Linked DNA regions of Mus musculus: all the other regions are linked to region 1. Evidence: chromatin contacts called from public HiChIP or PLAC-seq and promoter capture Hi-C data. All regions are on one chromosome and are shown on one strand. The core of a region is the stretch at or near the end of the contact, and the rest is flanking DNA. Distances in the headings are between cores, read along the strand shown. Region 1 holds the start of Slc35c1 (solute carrier family 35, member C1). Region 2 overlaps Phf21a (PHD finger protein 21A). Region 3 overlaps Phf21a (PHD finger protein 21A).

The links. Promoter capture Hi-C pulls out the DNA fragments that hold promoters and counts their contacts. HiChIP or PLAC-seq counts read pairs in DNA pulled down with a chosen protein or histone mark.
Region 2: a contact with region 1 is called in an H3K4me3 HiChIP or PLAC-seq map of the SCID.adh cell line, with 19 read pairs. The contact joins the enhancer-like site here to the promoter of Slc35c1 in region 1. A contact is called at or near these places in 1 of 15 datasets of contacts at CTCF or cohesin (stem cell-derived epiblast-like cells), 31 of 484 Hi-C or Micro-C datasets (the C2C12 cell line, CD4 T cells, CD8 T cells and 18 more), 6 of 115 datasets of contacts at active chromatin or transcription factors (the SCID.adh cell line, bone marrow-derived macrophages, embryonic stem cells and 2 more) and 2 of 9 other capture datasets (adipose tissue and pancreatic islet).
Region 3: a contact with region 1 is called in a promoter capture Hi-C map of pre-B cells, with 2.7 times the contacts expected there. The contact joins the enhancer-like site here to the promoter of Slc35c1 in region 1. A contact is called at or near these places in 2 of 39 promoter capture datasets (hematopoietic stem and progenitor cells and pre-B cells) and 2 of 115 datasets of contacts at active chromatin or transcription factors (the SCID.adh cell line and fibro-adipogenic progenitors).

Annotation. Positions count from the first base shown.
Region 1 is chr2:92,458,378-92,461,361 of GRCm38.p6, forward strand. Slc35c1 (solute carrier family 35, member C1) reads right to left here and starts at 1,417. Exons shown (of 2, transcript NM_211358.2): 1 at 290-1,417. The coding sequence starts at 821.
Region 2 is chr2:92,295,120-92,298,130 of GRCm38.p6, forward strand. All of the region lies in intron 6 of Phf21a (PHD finger protein 21A), which reads left to right. Among named protein-coding and RNA genes, the nearest start is that of Large2, 74 kb to the right of the region's middle. Within about 2 kb of position 1,517, at least 11 of the 459 cell types and tissues checked have an H3K27ac peak or open chromatin away from gene starts, as enhancers often do. A contact at or near this core is called in the SCID.adh cell line, adipose tissue and bone marrow-derived macrophages, where this site is marked.
Region 3 is chr2:92,204,366-92,207,216 of GRCm38.p6, forward strand. All of the region lies in intron 1 of Phf21a (PHD finger protein 21A), which reads left to right. Among named protein-coding and RNA genes, the nearest start is that of Mir1955, 14 kb to the left of the region's middle. Within about 2 kb of position 1,251, at least 55 of the 459 cell types and tissues checked have an H3K27ac peak or open chromatin away from gene starts, as enhancers often do. A contact at or near this core is called in hematopoietic stem and progenitor cells and pre-B cells, where this site is marked.

The DNA of each region.
Region 1 (2,984 bases), core at 167-2,666:
CTCCATAAAACGCAGCTATATTATACCTTGTAATGGGGATCCGTTACATTAACATGGCTCAAATGCTTAGCTAGATCTGAGTGTCTGGCTGGCTTTGCTGTAGTGTCTGCCTAACATTATTATGTTCACCTTGGCTGGATCCCTAACTTACTGAGTCACAGTAAGGAAGTTATTTGTTCTCTACAGGTCTCTCCCTATGACTGGTGGTGCAAAAGACCTGGGACAGATAATGAGTAATGTGGTATTGATCTTTACGATTCCTGCTCCCCACGCCCCCAGTCCCACTCACCAATGATGACGCCGCAGGTGAGCAGGGCATAGAAGGAAGTGGTCTGTTTGAGCAGCAGGTAGGAGAGAAGAACGTTGAACACGGTGGTGAGCGAGCGTCCCACGTTGTAGAAGGGCACCCCTACGTACTTGAGGCAGAGGTTATTGAAGGTTATCATGCCGATAAAGACCACTGACAGCGGCAGCACACTTCGGGCCACCTTGAGGTCCAGGTTTAGGGTGGGGAAGTCTACCATGCCGGGGCAGCAGGTGGCCAGAGTGCTGAGGCCCTTGCACAGCAGTGAGGTCACCAGGCATTGGTAGAAGGTGACAAAAATGGGGGTATCCAGCTGCAGGGAGGGGCTGTCCAGCAGGTACTTGTTGAGGAATACCATGGAAATGGAGGTGACCCAGTAGAGAGAGACCACCAGCGCGATCTGCAGAGCCCGGAGCAGAAATGGCTTGTTCCCGCTCTCTGACTCCTCGGAGACAGCAGAGACTCCAGTCAGCGCCATGCGCAGGATCCTGGACCGCTTCAGAGGCGCCCTGTTCATGGTGGCAGAAGAGCTGGGTCACCTTACGGCCAGAAGCAGTCCCTGGACTACAGGGCTTCAAGCAGCTAGGGTCTGTGGCTGCAGCCTTCAACTGTCACATGGGATGACCTATCGGTCCCCTCCTTCTTGGATGAAGTTCTGCTTCCGGATTTGCCGAGGTGCACCGCTCCTCATCTTGCTCGCTCCCGGGGCGGGGGAGGGAGGTGGTGTCACGAAACAAGACCCAGGGAAGGGAGAAGGGGCCTAACTAAGGATGTGGGCTTTGACAGCCATGGCCAGTTTGAGGACAGGGGACACGTGAGTCGCAGGGAGAAAGGAAGCGAGAGAGCGAAGGAAGGACGGAGCGGAGGAGGAAATAACTGGACGCGGACCGCGTGGGAAGCATGGGCTGCGGGAACCCCCGGAAGCACCCGCAGAGCCGAAAGGAGGGCGTGCTGCAGGGAGATCACCGAGGCTCAGGAAGGCGTCTCGAGGGACACGGACAGGGGCCTGACCGGAGCAAGGCCCTGCGGTTGCCACGAGCCGAATTCAAGTTCCGGCTCAGCGACGCGGGTCCCGGGCCACTTACCGAGCAGGGCGGGCCCTGCGCGCATTTCCTGACACGCCTACGAGCCGCCTTAAAGGGCCAGCTCGCAGGCCGTTGCCACTTCCCGCGGCCGTCAAGAGCTCCCCGGCAAGTCTGCACCTATGCCCACAGACCTGCCCTCTTCTTCCGGGAGTCCCCGGAGATCAGGGAAGGGTTTGCAAGTGCTATAGCCTCTCCCATTTTCTGGAAGGTTCTGTCATTCTCCCCTCCACCCGCACTATCTTTTCCCCTGATATCTTCAGATCGACCAGACTCGGTCAGGTGCATCTTCACCATCTACCCAGAAAATGGAATACCACCTTTCTGCTTAGGGAGACCCCCCCCCTCCCTCCGCCCAGCCCTTGCGCCCGGCTCCCCACCGTTGCACCTCCCTCGTCCCTCGAGCTCAGGCCACTCGGGAAGACCTTGTTGCAGTCCTCTCCTTTTTTCCTACCCCTATTTTCACCGCTTCCAGACCTAGTCAGGACATGAAGTCCCGGAGATCCAAGCAGCACTTCCAGAGGCGAGAAGCCATGTCACCTCCTCCAGATAAAGTCCATTCTGGATGCCCAGACCAAAGCCTCTGAGCTTCTCAATGCTGTATCCCCTTCCCGGGGCCCTTTCCCTTCCAGAACGTACCGTCCGTCCACCCGACTGGGCTCTGGTGTCCTGGCTGATGCAGGGACCTGGTGCTCACCCTCGGCGGTGCCCTCGGGTGCACCTGCAGCACCACCCTCGGCTGAACTTGCAACGCTGCCCAAGCCGCGCCCCCAGTACGACTTCCTGCCACGTCGGGCTTTGGGCAAGGTGGGGCGATTACCCACGGGAGCCCATCAAGAAAGCCTCTTTCCTTTATCTAAGGTCAACGCCATCTCCCACCCTCCACCCCAGCTAGCCTGGGACTCCTCCATTCTGTTACTGTCGTTTGGCGCATCCCTTGACAAGATGCATCTTTGGCCCTATGGGTCCAAGCTGGTGCTTCCAGAAGGGCGTGGTTGGGAGAACTGCGGATGCCGCCACTCCCCTACGAGAGTACCCTTCTCAGTCCCGGGAACCAGGCTTGAGTGGGCCATTAGCTCCAGGTCTTTTACACCTGGGCATCTGGAAGGGCTGACTTTTCTCTGGTTTCTCCCTAGCACCATTGTTGGACAGGCAAGTTTGCCCTAGGTTGAGCTGGTTTTATTATGGAAATGGCTAACACAGTGGGTTCCAGACTTATTGCTTATGTGGTTGGTTATAAAGATGTCTCGCTTAAAGTATTTCAATTACTATTTTATTAGTAGGGCCTGATGGTAAAGGGCTTGTAATCCCAATTGAGATAGGAAGATCAAAAGCTCAGCCGCGCAGTGGTGGCACACGCCTTTAATCCCAGCACTTGGGAGGCAGAGGCAGGCAGGCGGATTTCTGAGTTTGAGGCCAGCCTGGTCTACAGAGTGAGTTCCAGGACAGCCAGAGCTACACAGAGAAACCCTGTCTCGAAACACCAAAACCAAACCAAAACAAAAAATGTTCAAGGCCTGTCTGAGTTACAGGATAAAATTCAAGGCCAGCCTGGGCAATTTAGTGAGACTTGTTTCAAAAAGGGGGGCTTGGGCACA
Region 2 (3,011 bases), core at 267-2,766, 160 kb before region 1:
TTTATTAGATTGCCATCTGACCATTCTATGTTATTTGGGGGGGGGGGGGAGAGAGAAAATGAATGAATGAGAATGGGAAAACACTAAAACATTTAAAGTTAACCTTCCCAGAAAGATAACCGGGACTGGTGTTCACTGGTAGAGTACTCAATTCCTCAGCTGCATATGAAAATGGTAAAACCAGAATGGAGTGGAATGGGCTCTGGTTAACTTCTGCATGCCGTTCTGTGTTAGTTTCTACCTGCCAGTCAGTGAATAGGAAAACAATGAACAGGTCTTACTCAAAGCTCCTCTTCTTACCTCAGGCATGGTAAGCCCAAGAAATACAAAGAGAAAAAGTAAAAGCCAATATGCTATTAGAACAATACGTAAGTAATATAAGAGAGATTATTGTGATAGATCCCTGTACATTCTTAGCAAAATGGCAGAGCCTGTTATCCCCAGACTTGAAAATGATAACAGTAACTCCTATCCATTGAAATGTTAAAGAATGTGCACATTGTTATGTTATATAAAGGGGACACATCTTTCTCATCCAATTTCACCTTAAATCAATATAACTGATTAATACAATAAAAAAATATAGTGGATCTGATATTCATGTTAGCAGCTTATTCTTATATGAATAAAATTTAAAGTAAAATTCTGATAAAAAAATGTATCTTCTCTAAAGAGTTACCAGTTGCTGGTACCAGGCCTGTGTGCTTGGGCTTCTTAAATTCCAGGTGACCTTTCCTCTCTTAAAACCCCACTACTACTTTGTGTATTGTTGGACACATAGGATGTATGCACTGGGCTAGTTTGGTAGATGCAACACTCAAATCATGTTGGAAGTAAGTAAAGTTAGTATGGGCTGCAAAGGTGGCTCAGCTTCGTTCTTGCAGAAGACTGAAGTTGCTAGCACCCATGCTGGGTGGCTCACACTGGTGTTAAGTCCTGAGGAGCTGATGCATCTGGCCTAAGAGGCACCAGCATTCATGTGTTTATACCCAAACACAAATACATACACTTCATTAAAAAAAAGTAAAATTCTAAAAAAGAAAGGAAAGGAAGGAAGGAAGGGAGGGAGGGAGGGAGGGAGGAAGGAAAGAGATGCTATCATTTTGGTTAGTTACTATTTTTTTTTTTTTTAATTAACTACCTTTAGGATAACAACTGCAAATATCTGGCATAGACAATTGCTTTTGTTATTGGCATCGTAACACTTTAATTGACGCTCATTTTGATTTTTGCAATATTTCATACTCTTCCAATGTACATATTGTTGGTATGTATTGATTTTTGCTTTGTGCACTTGAAGAACAGGATATAATGCTGTTCCCTTCTGAATGGAAACTGCTAGTTTGTTTGGTTTTTTAAACTCACCCTTTTTAATGTAGGAACGTTTGTCACATTAGTGTAGTTCTCTGATTAGTACCAGGAAGTAGTTGAAATGGGATGTCTGGCCACAGGAAGAGCTGGAGTAGGTTCAGCTGAAATCTCACTGCACCCGCTAGATGGCGTTAACTCATTAAGTGAAAGCTTCCTCCTGCCGCTCTGGCAGACTTAATATAGCTGATCTGAGAGTTAAGTGGCGAGTTCTGTTGAGTGGTTGTGCCTTTCACAGAAGTGTTATTTATTCAACGTAAAATACTTAAATAAACTTCAGTATTTTGTCAGGTGCACATTAAGGCTGGCTCTCCCTTAGGCTTTCCCTGTTGTACATCCTATATAAACTTACTGGGGGTTTTTCCTAGTTTATTGAAATATCATAATTATTTCTTGGTTTTCTGGGAGTGTTGGGGAACAAATGAAACTGAGAAGCAGGCTGAAAGCAAGTAGATTATATCAGAATTAATTTTAAGTAATTTAGTTTTTATTCATAACCACTAGATCAACAAGAAAGTAAAACAAACATTCCAGTTCTCTGTCCTCCTCAGAGACAGTTCGCAGTGGTAGACTAAAGGTGGTCGGTCATCTTCAGAGATGTTTCATGAGGGAAACTCATTTTCAGTTTGAAGTTTTCCTTTTCTATAGTTGTCTGTAGGGTCTAAATATCTGAGCCATTTTTGTGTTTTCTTGCTGTTTTTATAAGTTCTAAAGTTGCACTTTTTAATGATTATTTTTTATTTTTCAGATTATAATTAGTCATTTCTCCTTCCCTTACCTCCGTCAAACCACTCCCTTGAATTTCCTTTCCCTCTGTCAAATTCATGGCCTTTTTCTATATAATAAAAAGCTGAGAAGAATCAGCTTTTGCCGTAAGAATCAAAATAACGAGCTTTATAAGTGTAATAGAAAGGTCTGTGTTTTGTTTTTTTTTTGGGTGGTTTTTTTTTTTTTTTTCCTTCGAGACAGGGTTTCTCTGTGTAGCCCTGGCTATCCTGGAACTCGCTTTGTAGACCAGGCTGGCCTCAAACTCAGAAATCTGCCTGCTTCTGCCTCCTGAGTGCTGGGATTAAAGGCGTGTGCCACCATACCCGGCAGGTCTGTGTTCCTGTTAATCAAATCAGAGTCTTCAATGAGGGGTTTGCTTTTATCATAACCTTGGATGAGAAAACCAAATGTTGTCTCTTTTCAACCAGAAGTTTAATACATAAGAGGAATATTGTGACTGATGCAGATTGGTCTGGTCACACCTATGGGTCTCTGTGGCATGTTCTAAAATGTAACTAGCTAGGGGGTGGGGAAGGTACTGGGTGATGGTGAAGATGATAAAAATGTGTTACATATGTGTGAAGTTCTCAAGGAATTAATAAAATAGCATACTGGAAATTGAGCTGAATAATCTCATTTCGGAAGCTTGCCCTAGAGAGCTGGGCTTGTGAGGAACAGGGTCGTGGGTGTTCAGCACTCTAGATCACCCCGTGTGCTCGCTTGCCTGTTTTGCTTTGGTTTTGGTTTTATAGACACTAAGTGGAAGCAAGAGTGTGAATAAATTGTGAGTGACTGTGGGCATATGTTTATAGTGAATTAGAGAAGGAGGGGAGATTGTCTTTTCAGAAGGTATTAACTGCTTTCCAAGCAGATCT
Region 3 (2,851 bases), core at 1-2,500, 250 kb before region 1:
ACTTTAGAAAGTCTGATAATTACTTTTAAATTTACTCTTATAGGTTGTACCTTATTTTGTGTACATTTGGCTGTAACTTTTTATATTTGACACCTATAATCATCATTTTTAGAATTTTAGCGCAGGAAACTGTATGACAGAGTTGTAAATCACCCTGTCGCATACACTTCCTTATGAGTATTCTCTTTGTATTCAGACTGATTGTGTGTTAAGCATTCCTGTTGTAACTTGTAGAGTACTTTGCTGAGCCAGGAATTTGGACTGTTTGTTGATCTTAAACCAGGTACCAGTGATGAGGAGAGCTTAGTTTTCTGCCCCCTGTCTGCTCTTCTCTAGGGCAGTAAGTTGCACGTGTACCTGCAGTGTGGGACCCATTTATTACTAGTCAGTAAAGGTGATGCTAGCCTTACTGAATTTCTTGTTTTATTAGTTTAAATTAGACCCAGAGGGGTAATTATTCCACCCCAATGCATGAAGAAGTCTAGTCAGTGCAAGTTGTGCATTCAAACCCCCATGCAGTGCATGGGAAATGCATCTTTAATGTTATGATGTTGTTTGGCATATTTAGTTTAGTGCAAGGAGTGTACTTGCTTAACAGGACCTTTAATAAGCTCCCTCTACACCAAAGATATACTTTTAAAAATTATACTTAAGGAGACTTTGTAGTATTCCCCAGTAGAGTTCATCTAGAGCAGCAAAAACCTTCTCAAATAAAACTATTCCTTTAACCGGTATTCATTTAAGTGGGTTCCACTGTACTTGGTTTCCATGGAAATAGTGAACAGCTAACGTTATTTATAAGGTGGAAGTAAAATAGGGTGCCTAATGGGACCCCATGCTGCTCTGATGAAGAGACTTAGGGAAAAAAATCTATGCTCATGGGATTTTTTTTTTTTTAAACAAGGTTAATGGAAGCCCTTATTTCAGTCTTCTGTAACAGAACATATTTTTGATTTTAAAGGCTAGCATTACCATCAAGCAAACAACTTCTTTTGCGGTCTGTATTGCTTTCACTTTCAAGTTTTAGGACTGCTTAGCAGGATGGAGGCTGTATGTTTCACACTTCTGTTTCTTGGTGGTTTTATTTGAAAAGTTAGGAGTCCTAGCGTATTGTAATGTTTCAATTTCTCATCAGCACATCTGAGAGTACAGAGAAGATAGATGCTCACTAGTACAGCAGTGATGGTCAAGAATCGATATGTTGACCACACAGGGTTTTTAGATGTAAATTGTACAGGAATCAGATTTAGTCTTTAGGCCTGAGTAAGGGCTCTGTGTATGTCGTCAACTTAGTAGGTGGAAAGGTCCTGAGTTTCTTTTGAGACGTGCACGGGGAAGATTTTAATAACTCTTTTTAAGAAAGTGAATTGTTGCCACTGCCTGTTAGCTAAAATAAATGTCCATTGTTTTAATCTTTGAATTGGATTTGGGAAAGCCTTCTTTTTCTTTTTTTTTCTGTCATTACTTCAACAAGGCCTGCTCTTAGTTTCCTATGCCACACCAAACTTGCCTTTCTAAAACCTCATCAGCTCAAAGAGCATCATTGCCTTTGTGCCTGTGTTTGCAAAGAGAAGGGAGAGAAGGGGGAGAGGGGGAGAGGGAGAGGAGGGGGAGAATTTCCAGAGCCTGAAGTTACCTGCTCATCTTCTAGCCTGGTTAGGCCAGCAGTCCTGCATCTAAGGGAAGTATGGCAGCTCACAGTAAGGTTAAGGAGCTGGTGTTTTATTTAGATTGTTTGGCTGTCAGTGGCAGCTTGGGATCATTATCTGTTTGTCTGGGAAGTTCTGGTTTTCTTGGCTGTCAGGACTGCAGGGTTTCTCCATGTTTAAAAACAGGGTTGTAGTGTACCAGGGAGGAGTTTTTGTGTTGTGTGCATGTTTCTTTGGATAAGCTTCTCACTGTATTTGAGTTTATTGTGCTTTAATTAAAAAACAATTAATTTTTCTTTAAATGTACCCCCCTCTTACTCTCCCTCCCTCCCTCCTTCCTTACTTCCTTCCCTCCCTTCCTCCTTCCCTTTCTTTCTAAGTCTGGTGTTTACCAAGTGACCTTCCTTAGTGGCTTTTATTTGAATTGTAGTTGTGCTTCAGAGACAGGAATTTGGGTCTCTTGCCCCAATTCTGAGATCAGAACTCCCAGGAGTTGCAGTTAGTGTGCTTGCAGGGCCTCTCTGATGTAGAGCTGGGCCTTCCCCCTCCTCCTTAGTGCTGATGGTCTGTGCTCCAAACTCCCATTAGTGTTAATAGGAGGCACTAGCTTAAGTCCCTGTACACCAAGATAAGCCCAGGCTCTTTTATAATGCCTTGTAGATACCTTTGTTGTTTTTGTTGATGATGGCAGGAGCTTTGGTCTTGAGGTTAACTGACTGTTAAGACTGAGTTTGAGTTGTCTTGGGATATGGAATGAATTACTGAGTCTGATCTGTAATTAAGTTTTCACCGTGATTAGACTCAAAACATTTATAGCTTAGAGCTGTAGAAACTTTTGATGATTTTTCTACTTTATAATATGATGAAGCAAGGCCTATTTCTGTTCATTTCTTCTACCACAAAACAAGCGACTTAAACAAGTTTTGTGTATATTGTAGGAGAAGTTTGTAAGTCATGGCCATCGCCATCATCATCACTATACTGTACTGAGAAGATTTCCTCCCTTGCTCTCTGGCCTCTCCATCTCAGGCATCAGCCAGTTGGATACTTTGCAAGCATATTGACTTTGCTGTGCACTGCTGTGATGCTTAAAGACTGCAGCCATTGGTCAAGAAGTAACCACTGTCCACTACACCTTCCTGTGAATTTGGGATTCTTATGACTTTCATTCATGTATTTATAGCTTAATGAAAGATGTAGTT